Linked DNA regions of Triticum aestivum: region 2 is linked to region 1. Evidence: chromatin contacts called from public Hi-C data. All regions are on one chromosome and are shown on one strand. Each heading gives the region's core, a stretch centred on a gene start, on an enhancer-like site or on the middle of the called end of the contact. The rest is flanking DNA. Distances are from core to core; before and after follow the strand shown. Region 1 holds the start of LOC123078478 (protein arginine methyltransferase NDUFAF7 homolog, mitochondrial). Region 2 holds the start of LOC123078480.

Evidence for each region. A called contact is a pair of places that touch in the nucleus more often than the background predicts.
Region 2: a Hi-C map of leaf shows a contact between it and region 1, with 2.6 times the contacts expected there. The contact joins the promoter of LOC123078480 here to the promoter of LOC123078478 in region 1. A contact is called at or near these places in 3 of 5 Hi-C or Micro-C datasets (all in leaf) and 1 of 1 datasets of contacts at active chromatin or transcription factors (leaf).

What each region holds. Positions count from the first base shown.
Region 1 is chr3D:289,497,666-289,505,448 of IWGSC CS RefSeq v2.1, forward strand. LOC123078478 (protein arginine methyltransferase NDUFAF7 homolog, mitochondrial) reads left to right here and starts at 4,724. Exons shown (of 10, transcript XM_044501003.1): 1 at 4,724-5,095; 2 at 5,203-5,264; 3 at 5,353-5,496; 4 at 5,903-6,013; 5 at 6,093-6,288; 6 at 6,841-6,899; 7 at 6,988-7,040; 8 at 7,110-7,332; 9 at 7,654-7,762. The coding sequence starts at 4,810. LOC123078477 (splicing factor YJU2) reads left to right here. Exons shown (of 8, transcript XM_044501002.1): 4 at 1-32; 5 at 199-264; 6 at 357-449; 7 at 1,152-1,233; 8 at 1,546-2,149. The coding sequence ends at 1,760.
Region 2 is chr3D:289,941,838-289,949,620 of IWGSC CS RefSeq v2.1, forward strand. LOC123078480 reads right to left here and starts at 4,776. Exons shown (of 2, transcript XM_044501006.1): 1 at 4,469-4,776; 2 at 1,831-2,127. The coding sequence starts at 4,591. The coding sequence ends at 2,017.

The sequences.
Region 1 (7,783 bases), core at 3,474-5,973:
TTGAAATTTTGAAGCATTCCGCTCATCAAAAGGCAAGATCTCACAAACTTTGTTTTCTGTATAATTGATAAAAGTTTCACGTGTAGCGTTTCACATTTGGGTAATATGTAGGTTATTTTGCTTATGGCATGGTGGTCCTGTGGCATCATTTTCTTAAAATCTTTTCTTTAATATTGGCCATTTTGTGTGTGGTTACAGGAGGGAAAAACAGTAGCAGAATTAGATGAAGAAGACGAAGAACTCATCAAATCAATCACTTTCAGAGTAATCCTCTATGTCAACTTTCATATGTACCTGCATGTGCAAACTTGTATTTGAATTTTTTTCTTACCCTGTCATACTGTTGGTTATTGCAGAACTCGAAAGATTATGTTAAACGGATCGAAGACGATGATGACGACGATGATGACAATTTTGGTATACCAGGACAGTCAAGTGTCACGTCAAAGGTACTTGTCTCACTTTTTTTTTTCTTCCTTTTCTTTTCTGTTTCTATTTCATATTGTATGTTCTGTGGCCTTAAGTATCGATTGTTGAAAGATCACTGTAGACCATTAGCTTGAGTTTAATTTGTTATTTCGAAACTAGCTGACCTGATAAAGCAGCCATCAGGTACAACATCAAAACATGCCATTTATCATTTGTGCGCACTTATTCTATTTGAAACAGTTTGAGATTCCTCTTCTTGATAAGTAAGCTGTAAATATGCTGCTTTTATATAGATTTGTTCAAAGTGTAAGCTAGCTAATGACTGAATTTGAAATTACCAAAATTATCGTCTTCTGTGAAGTGTTTGTTGTAGTTTCTCTAGGATGCTTTCAGTTTGCATTAGATATAGCAACAGTTGAGATTAACGGAGGAAGACATTTCGAGCTCAAATCCTTTTACAAGAGTAAATGCTGGTCATTGAGCAACGTGTAGTATAGAACTTATATCAAACATTGTCATAAATCTAATGGTGTTATGGTCTTCTGGAGTAGCCCTCATCGAGTCATTGTAGCAATTTCTATGGAAGATATTATGCAGTTTTTCTATGTGGAGGATATTACTTCTCTCCTTGCCATGAGTATGTTCATGTATTTGCAGTTTTCAGTTCGACGTCTCTTGAACTCGTTTGTTTAGTGAGCTGATAGTTCCTACTTTTTATGTAGATTAATGAATCTTCTGAATCAATGACGAACCCAACAGATGTCTTGACCAAAGCTAATGGACCTGAGAGTGCCAACAAAGAAGGTAGACACTCATATGCGTTCACCTTGTTTTTTCACTGTATCACTAATATTGTTAAGGGCACATGCAGAATCCGAGAATTCCATATTTTAGAACTTGCTATTTCAATGCTTATGCGCTGACCTTGATCCTGTTTCACGTATCACGCAGCCTATTTTGGCCATCGCTATATTTTATCATGGATTACCAATGTCAACCTTGTTTTATGTCGCTATTTGCCTCTATTTTTACTTGTGCTATTTTCTTTTTATGTGATCAAACAGTGTTTCATTTTGAAAACAAATGTGTTGCTTACATTTAAACATTGCTCTACAGGAAACAAGAGCTTGGCATCTAAGATGCCCAAATTCATAGTAAAACCAAAGCCCGCTGGTGCAAATCCTCAGAAGAAACAGAAGACGGAAACTGATGCCGTCCAAGATAACGGCAAAGCACCGGCTGCTGAGAACAAAAATGAAGCTTCAGTAGAGAAGACCAATGTTCTTCAGTCCCTCTGCCAGTATGATGATAGCGATGAAAGTGATGACTGAAGACAAGGCAAACCCCTGGAACACGGATGTGTTAGTTTTTTTCGAGAAAACGCAAGAGAGCTTGGGTTTCATTGCTTTGAAGGGGGTGGGTGGGGGGGGGGGGGGGGGGGGTTATGGTTACAAGCCTCCTAGGAGGCGGTTACAACTCTGAACGCTAGTAATGGACTAACACGGATGTGTTGGTCTAAGTCTGTAAATTGTCTTCTCTCGCAAAATCTCTGCTGCCAACTGTAAGTCCGCCGTGTTGAAACCTATGGCAACTACAGTAATAGTTTAGACTCCAGATAGAGTTGTGTTTGGGATAAATTTGTAACATTAACAAATTCAGATTTTGTTTCAAAATTGATTTTTTTATTATTTTTTTTGAAATTGAGATTATGGATGCATCACTACCATCTCTATTAATGTCTTCGTCCTATGACCGCGAGTCGATTTTTCTGTGCAATTTTTTTCTTCGACATCAGAGATTGCATCACAGGGGCAGCAGAGAGAGGCAGAGAGCACCAACAGTCACCCCAAACCGACGGAGGAGCAGCAAGGCACGAAGCCAACTGTTCTACTATACATGGCAACGCTGATCCGTCGGCAGCCTCCCACGCCACAACACGCATCCTCGCTACGACACTTGAGGAGAGGGAGGGGGCACGCCCTTTAAAGACGACGGCATTTCGGTGCTTCCATCAATGAGACATCAAAGAGGTGCAGATTGCAAACAGAAGTCTGACCCCACAATCGCGCCGGCAAACGGGCAACCAAATACAAAGTGGTCCACCAGCTTGGGGGTCAAGCCTCGATGATCGTCTTCCATAGCAGGGTTTCTTGTGTGGATGCGGGCGAGCACGAGCGGCCAACCGTAGAATTAGATCCTCGGCAGCGCACCCCGCCGAGCCGCACAAGAGCGTCCATGCTGCTAGTAGAGGCTGCTGGTAGAGAGGGCATTGTGAGGAGCCGAGCCGAGCATGAGCCGACGCTCGTCATCGTGACGCACCGCAAACACCGAGCTCATCGGGTGGAGCAGGAAGGCACAATGCTTCGTCCCAGACCCGGTGAGTTGAGGCACCAGCGCCCCATCCAACTCGTGTGTTTGGACATGTCAAACCATAACATTAATCACTCATCCGTGTCCTGCAGTGAAGGGACTCTTCTCAGAGGATGGACGGGGCGCATTGGATGAGCATCTGCTTCGCTGCTTGATCGGAAGGAACATCAACCCTATATTTTTATCTATGACGCACCGATACGGCGACACTGACACATCAATATGAGTACGAGGATACGAGACATGGCAACATGTGCTTGCAACGACGACCAGAGGGCCGTTATGCTGCAACCGGCGTGAGCTGTGACCCTGCCAAACGCAAGCTGCGCGAGGCGATTGCCTCCGCTCGTGCGTGGATGGAGGGTTAGCTGCGCCTGGCAGGGAGGGTGTAAGATGAAGACAACACGAGGGGGCACGAGCATAATTGGTTTGGTGCCAAAAATGGGCATACCAATGTTTAGTATTGTGCCAAATATTGGCTACTTATTGGTCGGTTACCAAGTTGTCTTGCCTATCTCACATAAAGTTGCTAATTTTTGGCAAGTCTTGGTATTGTCAATATTAGGCAATGCCAACATTTGGCGTATCAAATATTGGTAGCAAACCAATCATGCTACACGTTTCAACGGTCTTGTGGTTTGATGGTTAGAAGGACAGTGGTAGCCCATCGAGGTTCAAATCCTGGTGCTCGCATTTATCCTGGATTTATTTTAGGATTTTTTGCGATGTGCATTTAGTGGGAGGAGACGTTTTCGTCGACTACGAGGCGCCTACGGTGACTTCTTAAAATCTCAAGATGATATACCGGTTCAGTCTCTTGGAGGTACTCATAGAGATAGGATATGCGTGTGTGCGTTCATATAGGTGAGTGTATGTACGTATGTATATATATGAGCACTTACGTTTGTATTGTGTACTATGTTAAAAAAAGATTACCCTTATCCTAATGTGATGGCATGGAGGCGACCGGCCAGGCGCTCGTTCGGTCGACTCACGGTTGCGCCTAGCAGCAGCCATAGGGTAATCAATTTTTTCTTTGGACAACGCTAACGCCCACACGTGTGGTGGGAGCCAAATCCGCCCACACACTCTATAACACATGGACTACTTCATGTCATCGCATGCATGCATTTGGAAATCTTTTTGGATTTCTGGTTTTAAAATGTTTTAACTCTTAAATGAAAAATCCGACTGAAGATCCGTTTTCACCATTAAATGCCTCGCGACGAGATCTTCGAAACTAGATCTCATATTAATATATTTCGACGATTTTTTTTTGTTAAAAATTGCCGTATCTATTGCACATGAATTGCCATGATGTTTACACTGAAGTCGCCGTGATATGTTTCAGCTATTTTCTTCTACATTTAAAAGTAATTTTGACATATTATAAAATTGGGAATTAAGAAACTAGACTTGCCATGCACCATAAACTAAAATTGCCATGATACATGCACTTAAAATTGCCATGGTTCATATAAAAAAATATTTTCATGATCAAAGTACTGGAATTGCCATCATCAAAAAACTAAATTTGCCATGATCTACAAACTAAATTTGCCATATGGCAACTTTAGTTTAAGCACTATGGCAACTACAGTGTAAACATCATGGCAATTTTTGGGCAAATTTTTTTCGTCGAAACATATCAACATAGGGTCTAGTTTTGAAGATCTCGTCGAGTCAGATTTAATGGTGAAAATGGATTTTTAATTCGTTTTTTTAATTAGGAGATAAAATATTTTTAAGCTGAAAACCAAAAAAAATTCTGTTGATGTCACCTGTTCATACGTGGCAAAATAAATGGTGATGAAGGCGCGTGGACGATGTACAAACGGCCACATGTGTGGGCGTTAGTTTTTCATGTTTTCTTTTGAGGGATATAGGGTAATCAAAAAGTGCTAGCCCGGCCAGGCTCATTGGGCTTTCGAGTGAAACCCGTCGTCGTCCTACCCCCTCTCTGGCCCAACCCACCAGCACTTCAGCTACTCCCTCTGTCTCGCCGTCGAGATGCTTCGGAGCCCAGCCGCCGCTCTGCTCCGCCGCCTGGCCCCTCGCCTCACCGGCTGCAGTGGGGGAGCCGGCTCATCCACGCGTCAGAGCCTCCCTCCTTACATATCCTCCTCCTCCTCCTTCCTCGCGCGCTTCTCGTCCACGCCGACGTCCCCGCCGCCACCGTCCTCCGTCGGTGCCCGCGACGATGAGGCGGAGGATGACAAGCTCCAGGGATCATCAAGCGATTCCGGCGCCAGGCTCAGCATTTCTGTGGACCGCGCCGGTCTATACAGCCCCCCAGGTTGCACCCCTCTTACTTTCATACACATTCACATTTTTTCACATGCTACGCGCATGCACATTGGGGGTTTAGTGTTTCTTATTATGCACATTTGGTCTATGCGGCAGAGCACTCTCACGAGCCGTCGTCGGACTCTGACCTTGTCAAGCACCTTAAGAGCATCATAAAGGTATCGATGGTCCCCCCCTCCATTATTAGTCTTTAATCTCCATTGCTTGCAATGTGGAAATGTGATTCGGTTGTCACTGGAAGGTTAGTTCCGGAGTGGGCCGATCAGCATAGCTGAGTACATGGAGGAGGTGCTTACAAACCCACAGTCTGGGTACTACATGAATCGCGATGTGTTTGGGGAGTCTGGGGATTTCATCACCTCACCAGAGGTCAGCCAGATGTTTGGAGAGGTAAGTGGTGCTCCCTAGCTGTTTGTCTTCCAGCATTCAGGTATTAGAATCTTCTTTTTTTTTGCGAGTACATGTATTAGAATCATGTAATGTGCCACACTTGGAAATTCAGTGATGGCAGAGAGATGGACCATCTGTTTCATGTATAACAATGCAACGATACACCACGTGATATTTATGAATGGTTGTGAGGCATTGTAATTTTTTATGTTTGTGCACTTCCATTGCACATCATTTTTGCTGCACCACTATAGTATTATTGGAAATATGGTATTCAGAATCGTATTAAGTGTTTTATATTCGTATGGTGAATTTAATTTGACCAGTGGTTGATTTACTCGATTGGTTGATGTTATGCTATGGCTTATGAGATAAGAGTAAATAATGTTTTGCTGCTTTGCCTCAGCTGATTGGTGTGTGGGCGATGTGTCTGTGGGAGCAAATGGGGAAACCAGAGAAGGTGAATTTGATTGAGCTTGGCCCAGGACGAGGAACTCTCTTGGCAGATTTACTTCGTGTATGGTTTTCTTGCTTGTGTCTCTCCTTTGTCGAACTTCTACTGTCCTGTTTCTTAATGCATATGTCCATTTCAATAGGGCTCAGCAAAGTTTGTTAATTTCACTAAGGCGCTCAACATTAACTTGGTAGAATGTAGCCCTACATTGCAAAAGGTGCAGTACAATACTCTGAAATGTGAAGATGAATCTGTTGGTGATGAAAAAAGGACAGTTAGCAAGCTTTCTGGAGCCCCTGTTTATTGGCACGCCTCCCTCGTACAGGTTCCTTCAGGATGTAAGGGGCTCTTTCAGCTACAAATTTCATGTTTCTAAGTACTTAACCTCTATGGTATAACTGTGGATATCATCTAGGCACTTGTATGATAAACTCTTATACTGTCATTCATCTTTTAACCATACCATGAGATTTGTGGAATTAGTATGGTCTGATTCATTTGTTGTGGTAAAGAATGTGCTAAAGTACATAATGACATGGACCAAAAATAGACGGATCTATCGTTGATTTCCTTTTGAAAGCGACACAATCGCACAATATATATTATCCTCAACTTGCTAATGATGTTGCCAATTAGTTGGATGATCTTCAAGCACCTATGCTGCCATTGCTTATTTGCTTGCTGGCTTAGATATTTGGTGTATGTCGATGCTTAAACATTTTAGCTTCTGATGCTTGTAATCTCTCTGTTGGACTGCCTTAGTGTTCTTCTGCAAGTTGTATGGTTTATTCTGAAACTGGGTTGCCTTTATGTATCTTCAAGTTTTTGTCTTTCAAACATATTTTTGGGGTTTCTCTTGTTTGCCTTATTTTTAAGTGTCTTATCTGCAGTCCCCACCATAATTGTTGCTCATGAATTCTTTGATGCTTTACCAATCCATCAATTTCAGGTTGGTGAGCAGTCTGTTTCAGATTTTATCACGCTTAAAGATTAATTACTGTGCAATCGTTCTACTGAACAACCATTTTTTCCTGCAGAAAGGGTCACGCGGCTGGTGTGAAAAGATGGTGGATCTCGCAGGAGACTCATCGTAGGTTTTACAAACCTTAGTTAAGTATTATTAACCTTAAGTAAATGTGTAATTCTTACTTCGTAGCAGGTTTCGCTTTGTTCTGTCTCCGCAGCCTACAGCCTCTTTAATTTTCCTCTCCAAACGTTGTCAATGGGCTAGTGCTGAGGAGCTCGAGAAGGTTGAGCAGATTGAAGTCTGCCCGAAAGCAATGGAGATTACCGAACAGATCGCAGACCGAATTAGCTCAGATGGTGGAGGTGCTCTGATCATTGACTATGGCAAAAATGGAATAGTGTCTGATAGTCTTCAGGTTTGCATTTTAAAATTGTTTCGCTACACCTGAGTTGAACTGAAGAACTTGTTGACCGTAGTGTGTACAAAGCTCCAGCTAATCCTGCCCCTGTGTCTCTGTCGACATAAATAAATTGCTAAAAGTAGACTGGCTAGTCTTTGGTGCTCACATGATACCCAAATTCTATTCCTTGTTTTGTACAGTATTTGGTTTTATATATAATGTGCTTGCACAAGGAATTATCTCATGGACTGTCCTTTTACGAACAATTCTGTAAGCAATAAACTAGTCTCTTGAATAAATGACATGTACATTAAGTAAACAACGATATATATGCAGGCAATCCGCAAACACAAATTCGTTCACATATTAGACGACCCTGGGTCTGCTGATCTCAGTGCCTATGTTGATTTTGCTGCAATCAAGCACTCTGCCATGGAAGCTTCAGGTTTGCACTGTATTATGAACT
Region 2 (7,783 bases), core at 3,526-6,025, 440 kb after region 1:
AGTCAGAAATCGCACACATGGAAAGTGAGAAGCGGAGCATAGCCTTTGCGTAGGGTGGAGGGTTGAATGCGTACCTATATAATGCCTATGCCTTACGCCTATGATAAGGGGGATTTAACTGCCTGATTACTCGAGTTGACTGGTCTTAGCAGGGCCAGATCAGTCACAGCAACTCTGCACGGACCTTCCCCTTTATTATATCCTCCGGTACGCCTCCTTCGTAACCTTATCGGTTCATAACTTGAATGGATCATTATCCTAAACCTAAGGCTTCTTTAATTTAGGATTTTTTAACGGTCATAATCTTTAGATATATTCTTAGCTTGTCCATTTTATTTGTAGGATTGAAACTCGTAGAAACTTTTCATAAGGGATCAAACCTTATGAAAATCTATCATTCATTCAAACCTCTTGAAAAACACCTTTTATTCTTCTGTGATGCGATCGAACAAACTCAAGTTTTGCATAATTTTAATGGGCATGGCATTCCAATCAAGAGTTTTTCTATTCCTGTGTTTAATCCTACCTTGAAATGTACTCCGCGACTAAAAATGAACATTTGTGTAAAGATGAACATTTTTCATGAAAATAATATTGTGCACGTTCAGAGTGCAGGTTACAGCGCAACGCACTGCCGGTCGTCGTCCATGGTTTGATATGGAGTGGCCTTCACCCGCAACTACTCGTGCGGGAGAGAAGTCTTAGCTCAACCTCTTCTTCCGCGTGCAACACGATTAATGGGGTTGTCATTCTTATGACTGTCGCATCCACCCATTCGCAACTATATGAACAACCATCTCGCCCTTCGCTGGTGCCACCACATTCGCCCTGTCTTTCCCCTTCCCTGTTGCCAGCACACTCACCCCCATCGGACACCTTAGTTTGCCTCCACACCGCCCCTATCTTCACCATTCCCGGTTGCCGCCACATTAACTACCTTTCGCCGGCTCAACCTAATATGATGACACCAGCACATCCAACCAACAATATAATTACCAATGGCTCGTGTTATTAGTTTCCACTCTCTTCATATGAGTATATGCAATACTAATTTCTCATTCTCCATCAATAGATGGTTGAAAATTACGCCTTTACATGGCGTAGAACGTGGAGTCGTGGAAGCATGAATTGGTGAGTACTCATACCCTATCCAGAGCTGATATGGTAAGAGGGAGACTTATATTCAACCACACCTGCAAATGGAAGGGTGTGACATTGCACAGGCTGAGAATTTTTTGCCTGGATAGTCCACTATGCTAACAAAAACACCAGGCCTCGAAGACGTTGACAGACTCCCAAGAATGCCAGGAAACCACTGTCATCCTCCAAAATGGTCTGCCAATGACGACATGTTCTTGGCTGACCCTCGCCATCATGCAATGGCCTCACAAACCAAATTCACTCAGCCGCTACTAAAAAACTGAACAGCACGACAGGATTTAATAAATAATACTCACTCCGTCCCGCAAAATAATATCGTTTACAAGCCTAACATAGCTTGGAAAACAATCTTATATTATGGGACAGAAGGAGTAATTGGTAACAAACAACAAGACATGATTTCCTTCATATGATCTGAACCAATAGTTTAAAGATACAATCTCACCTGTCAGATCAAATAAACATTTGCACAAGAAGTTCATATATCAGATTGAGATTTTTTTTTAACATTACAAAATGCAAAGGTAATATATTGTATAAAATTCACAGGAAAGCTGATAAAATGCTCAACACACAGACTAGTAATTGTGTATATAAACTTGCTATATCGATTGCGAACATATTGATGGAAGACAGATCACAAACATAACAATGAGATAGGCTGACTCATTAACGACAAAATTGTTTCTTATTGGTCTCTGTCCATCTCACAAAGCCATGAAGATGACAATGAGGATTCATAGCAATTTGAACAACAAAATGGTACTACAGCTTAAATGCTGCAGTAATACGCATGCAGCAACCACAAATTACATTGGCAGTTGTTTAACCATTGTACACAACCAACGTGCATAATTAATCTGATGCCTCTTTATTAGTTCCTGATTCTTTTCTGTTTTCCAGAGCTGAGATCTGATGATTCAGTGCTTCATAGTGCTTTTCAGAAATTCTTTTGACATCCTCCACCTGGAAGTAAGCACATCAAAACTTAGCAAATATTCAGATGCATGCCAAGGTAGCAAGGTGTGCTGCCTTTCAACTTCATAAATTTTAAGATGTCCTGTCTCATGGGCAGGGTACTATATCATAATGCTCAATTTTCCATTATCACAAACCACAAGATAGGTATAATAGCTAATTCATCACATAGTTGCAACATCTAAATTCGCAAAAAAAGCAGAAACATCACAAGGATCAAAACTACCCCATAAGAGAAGAAAGTTTACAAATCATGAATGACATGATCAATTTACTTATTTGAATGTCAATCCCGGTTGGAAAAGTAAGGGCGCACAATATATCCAGGTTCGGCTGCAATTACTCAAACCACAGGAGCCTCTTTCCATTGAACCTCTTTGAGAAGAGCTTGTTGGTAGTTCATTGCATCCCATACAATAAGTTGGCAAACTAACAAAATGCATCAGGGTATAATGGATGTGAAGTTGTGAAGAAAGCCTCATTACCCTTAGCAGCTAGTTCAATGGTCTAATACATGATATCAAGTACCACAATCACCACTAAACCTGCAAACCATACCGAGACTGGCATGCTATCTCCCACACGATGAATGGGTGATAAATAGTTTACACCCAGTCACTATCATTTGTATTTTTTTAACAAATTAGACACGACAAATAGGTTATGACATCAGCTGAATCTTCATCCTGCCAGATGGACAATTGCTGGTTTGGATGAGAGAGAATAGAACCACTCTTAGAGCATCTACAACATATGCCCTAAAATAGTAACCATGCCCATAAAACTGCCGTTTGGGGCATTTGGAGCCAAAAAAACGCCTCCAACAGATGCCCTACTATATGATGCCCCCAAAAAATTTACATCATGCCCAAAATTTTGCTACAAGTGATGCAAGTATAAGCTGCTGCCCTACAAGCAAAAAAAAAACGATGTGGAGAGAACCCAACCACCCGAAGCGAACATTCACCCTTGCCGCGCCGCCTCACCCCCATCTCCATGCCAGCCGCCTCCACCACCACCGCGACCCCCACGACCGCCACCGTCGACCTGTTCCGCCCAATTTCGGCCATCTGACTGCGCTCCACACCATCGGATCTGACCCCGCCGCCCACCCCAAGCTCCCATCGTCGTCCCCAAGCACCACGCCGCCATCCCCGAGCACCGCGCCGCTGTCCCCGAGTTACCGCTGCCGTCCCCATGCTACCCCGCCATCGGATCTGCCTCCAGGCATCCACGCCGTCGGATTGTCATGTTCCATGTGGCTCTCAAAATTTAGGGCACCAGTTTTAGGGCTGCTGGAAAAGCAAAACCTTTTATGGTGCCCCAAAACCTTCTAATTCGTCACCTAAAACCATTTTTAGGGCACGGAATTTTTGGGCATCTGTTGGAGATGCTCTTAAGCGTACCCCAACTTGTTTGGGACTAAAGGCTTTGTTGTTGTTGTTGTTGTTGTTGTTGTTGTTGTTGGAGATGCTCTTAGTCAATAAAATCTTAAGAGTCGGCCTTATTGTCTTTTCACGCCATCACATTTAATGCAAACTCTTTGTATACAATCAGCTTCAGACGCACCCTATTGTACGAGTTATTTTATTCTCGATACTAGTCTACCAGATGACATGGAGAAACTGAAGTCTAAAACTGACTCTTCTCATCTTTTGGGATTACCTTACAAATACGTGACAAATACTCCCTCCGTTCACAAATATAAGATGTTTTGGATATTTCAATATGGACTACATACGGATTGAAATGAGTGAACAAACACACTAAAACGTGTCTGTATACATCCAATTCAGAAAAAAAGTTAGAACATCTTATATTTGTGAACGGGGGGAGTATATGCAAAGTCATCAGTACATAAAAATTCCTAGCTGAGAACATAAATCAGAAGCACCCAGGTAAATCAGAAGCAAGAATGGAGTTACACTACACCATCCTTTCCATAACAATCACAGTAGTTTTATTAAGAGTAATTTTCCGCGGGCTATAACAAATCATCCTCGATTCGCATCTACCTCCATGAGACCGTTATTCGTTCAGTGATTTCAATTAGGAAATGGAGTTCTGATACAACGAGGCGAAAGAATTTAACACCAGATAATTTGATTAACCAGCAACATCGCATCCAGACAAGATCACGATACATCAGAGATTATAGGGAGCCGGCAAAATTGTCTATATCTAACCGTAAAGAAATGGCTACATCAAATCGGACGCTTTACCGATTTGCGCAAAACAAATTATGTTGATTAACTAGATCAGTCGATATAATCGCAAAAGGAGCCGGCTAAAAGGCGATGCGGGTGCGGGTGCGGGTGCGGGGGCTCACCTGTCGGGCGATGGCGGCGCGGGCCAGGAGGTGGTCTTTGTAAAGGAGCAAGAACCCCACCGCTGAAGCCGTCGATGCACCGGCCGCGAACGACGAGAGCCGCACCCGCCATAGGTAGCCCATCCTGCCCCTTCTTAGTCGCCGATTTGCTCGCCGGAGACGAAGAATTTTTTTATTTTATTTTTTGAGAAACGCCGGAGACGAAGATGACAGACAGCGCCCAGGATTGACGATTTTGCCTGCTCCTCGACGGTAAAGAGTGCTACCAGCTGGGCCTCGGAACGTTGGGCCATCCCAGCCCCGCCCACGTGCCTGAGACATAATTTAGAGAAAGCAAATTGCAATCGAGATCATCTATCAAAAAACAGATGCTAAAAAAAATCTATCAAAAAACAAAAGTATTTCTTAAAAAAACTAAAAAACAAAAGTTGCAATCGATGAGGGGGAAGCAAAAACCAGGAGTAGTCCATTACAATAGAATAAGGCCCTATTCAGATCCTCTCCGCTCCACAACTGCAGCTCCCGGAGCGAAGGGAGCAGCAACACAATTGCAGGGATTGGCTCAAACCGAGCTCCACACGCGGAACAGAGTTTCGAGACTAGAGAGCTTCCGAACAGGCACTAGGAGTATAGGAGGATGCACATATAGGGTTTACAGGGTCACGACGTGGAAGAGTGTGGCGATGGTGTTTGGGAGGAAAAATATAAGCAATTTGGCAAGTGTGTGATAGCACAGAGGAGGTCCGTAGCCTATGTACTTATTTGGTTGCCTGGATTGTTTTTGCGTCATGGTTATATCTCGCTTACCGAGAAATGTAACATGGCCTCGCCTGAAGCTTCCTCAAATCGCTAAAGTACTGGGTGGACTCCGTATGGGCGTTGTTTTTCACTGTTTTGCATAGTTTCTTTCTTTTTGGTTTTCCTTTTTGTTCTTTCTTTTGGTTTCTTTTTGTTTTTTCATTGGTTTTCTTTGCCTGTTTGTTTTCTTTTTCATTTCTATTTGCATTTTCTTTTGGTTATTTTGTTTCTTCAAAGTTTTTTTTATTTTCTTTGTTTTTTATTTTTGTTTTATTCCTGGTTTTAACTGGTTTTTTATTTTCTTTTTGGTTTTTATTCTTTCTCTATTTTCATTTGTATTTTTTCCTTTCCTGTTTATCTTCGGTTTTCTTTCTTTCTTAGTTTTCATCGGCTTTCTATGTTTTCTCTCTTTTTTTCTTGGTTTTCATTACTTTAATTCTTTTGCATTGGTTTTCTTCAGTTTTCATTTTTCTTATTTTGGGTTTCTTTGTTTTTTACTTTCGTCAGGGTTTTTAACACATGCCAACATTTTTTAGTACACATTCTGCATTTTTTGTATACATTAGAAACATATTTTATACACACGATTGAAATTATTAAAATATATGATTAATATTTTTTGAAAACTAATATTTTTCATATACATTATAAATTTGTGGTATATATGTAATACATTTTTATATATGCATTCAACATTTTGTAAATATAAGATTAACATTTTTTGAATACATGGTTAACATTTTTAAATACACGGTGAACATTTTTTTAATGGCAATAAACATTTTTTCTCACACAATTTAAATTTTTTCCATACTCCGGGAACATTTTTTATACACATTTAACATTTTTTTAGCAAATGGCCAACATTTTTATACACACTGTATTTGTTTTCTATATATTTTTCATATACATGACAAACATTTTTTATATACACAACTAAATTTGTTAAAATACTTGATTACAGTTTTCAAATTCTTGATTAACATTTTTTCAAATGCTTGACTAACCATTTTTAAATGCGCGGTCAACATTTTTCATACACATTGTATACCTTTGGTATAGATTTTGTAAATATGTGATCAACATTTTTCATACACATTGTATATGTTTTATAAATTTCTCATATACAAGAGAATCATTTTCTTATACAAATGTAACATTTTTAAACACATGATCAACATTATTTCATACACATTGTTTTTGTTTTGTATATATTTTCCGTATACATGACAAAAAAATCTATACACATTTAACATATTTGAAATGCTTAATTAACATTTTTTTCAAATGCTTGATTAAAAAACTACGTGATCAACATTTTCGTACACATTGTATATTGTTTGTATGCATTTTCATATACATGAGAAACATTTCCTCTATACATATTTAACATTTTTCAAATGCTTGGTTAACCTTTTTATAAAATGCTTTTATGTAAAGTGTTTTTTGTAATATATGTATTTAGAATAATTGGAAGTTTAGAAAGGGGTGAAGCAACGGAAGAAAAAAACCGAGGCAGTGGCATGACGCGAACGCAACCTACATCTTGCTATAAGGGAGACATATGCGCGCACTCATTATTTGGCAGTTTGCATATTTGTTCCAGTTGGGTCTGGTTGAGTAAATGCAGGCAAAAAAACTAGCATCTGCACGTTGTTTGGTTGCTTGCAAACTGATTTCGTGCATCGCAGCTCCCATTCTAGGCCTTGTATTTGGTTGTCTGCATTGGCTGGGTTCATACTACTGCACGTTATTTGATTGCATACAAGAAGCGATGTTTGCTTACTAAAAGGATCGATATGATCGACTAGAGGGGGGGGGGGTGAATAGGCGACTAACAATGTTTTTAACTTCTTTTACCAAATTAGGCTCAACGGGAAATTAAGTTGTCTAGATATGCAACTAGGTGGACAACCTATATGACGAGCTCAACAATAACAAGTGCAAGCACAAGATAGAAATACACAATAAGCTTGCACAAAGTAAAGGTAAGATATCACCACAAGTGGAGTCGATGGAGACGAAGATGTATTACCGAAGTTCTCTTTTTGGGGGAGGTACGTCTCTGTTGGAGCGGTGTGGAGGCACAGTGCTCCCCAAGAAGCCACCAGGGACACCGTATTTTCCTCACGCCCTTCCACAATGCAAGATGCTGCGATTCCACTAGTGGTGCGCTTGAAGGCGACGATCAAACCTTTACACACAAGGTCGGGGCTCTCTCCACAACTTAATTGAAGGCTCCCAACACCACCACGAAGCTTCACCACAATGGAATGGGGCTCTGAGGTGAGCTCTTCCGTCTAGGGTGTCCAAACACCCAATAATAACAAGATCCGCAAGGGGTTGTGAGGAGAATTAAATTTCTCTTGGTGGAAGTGTAGATTGAGGCCTTCTCCTCCAAACCTTAGAGCATCAACAAGTTTTGATGGGTAGGGAGGGAGAACGGGCGTCTTTGAGCTACGGGGCAACAATGGAGCAGTGGGGAAAGAGGTGGTTCTTCTTGGGGAAGAAGACCCT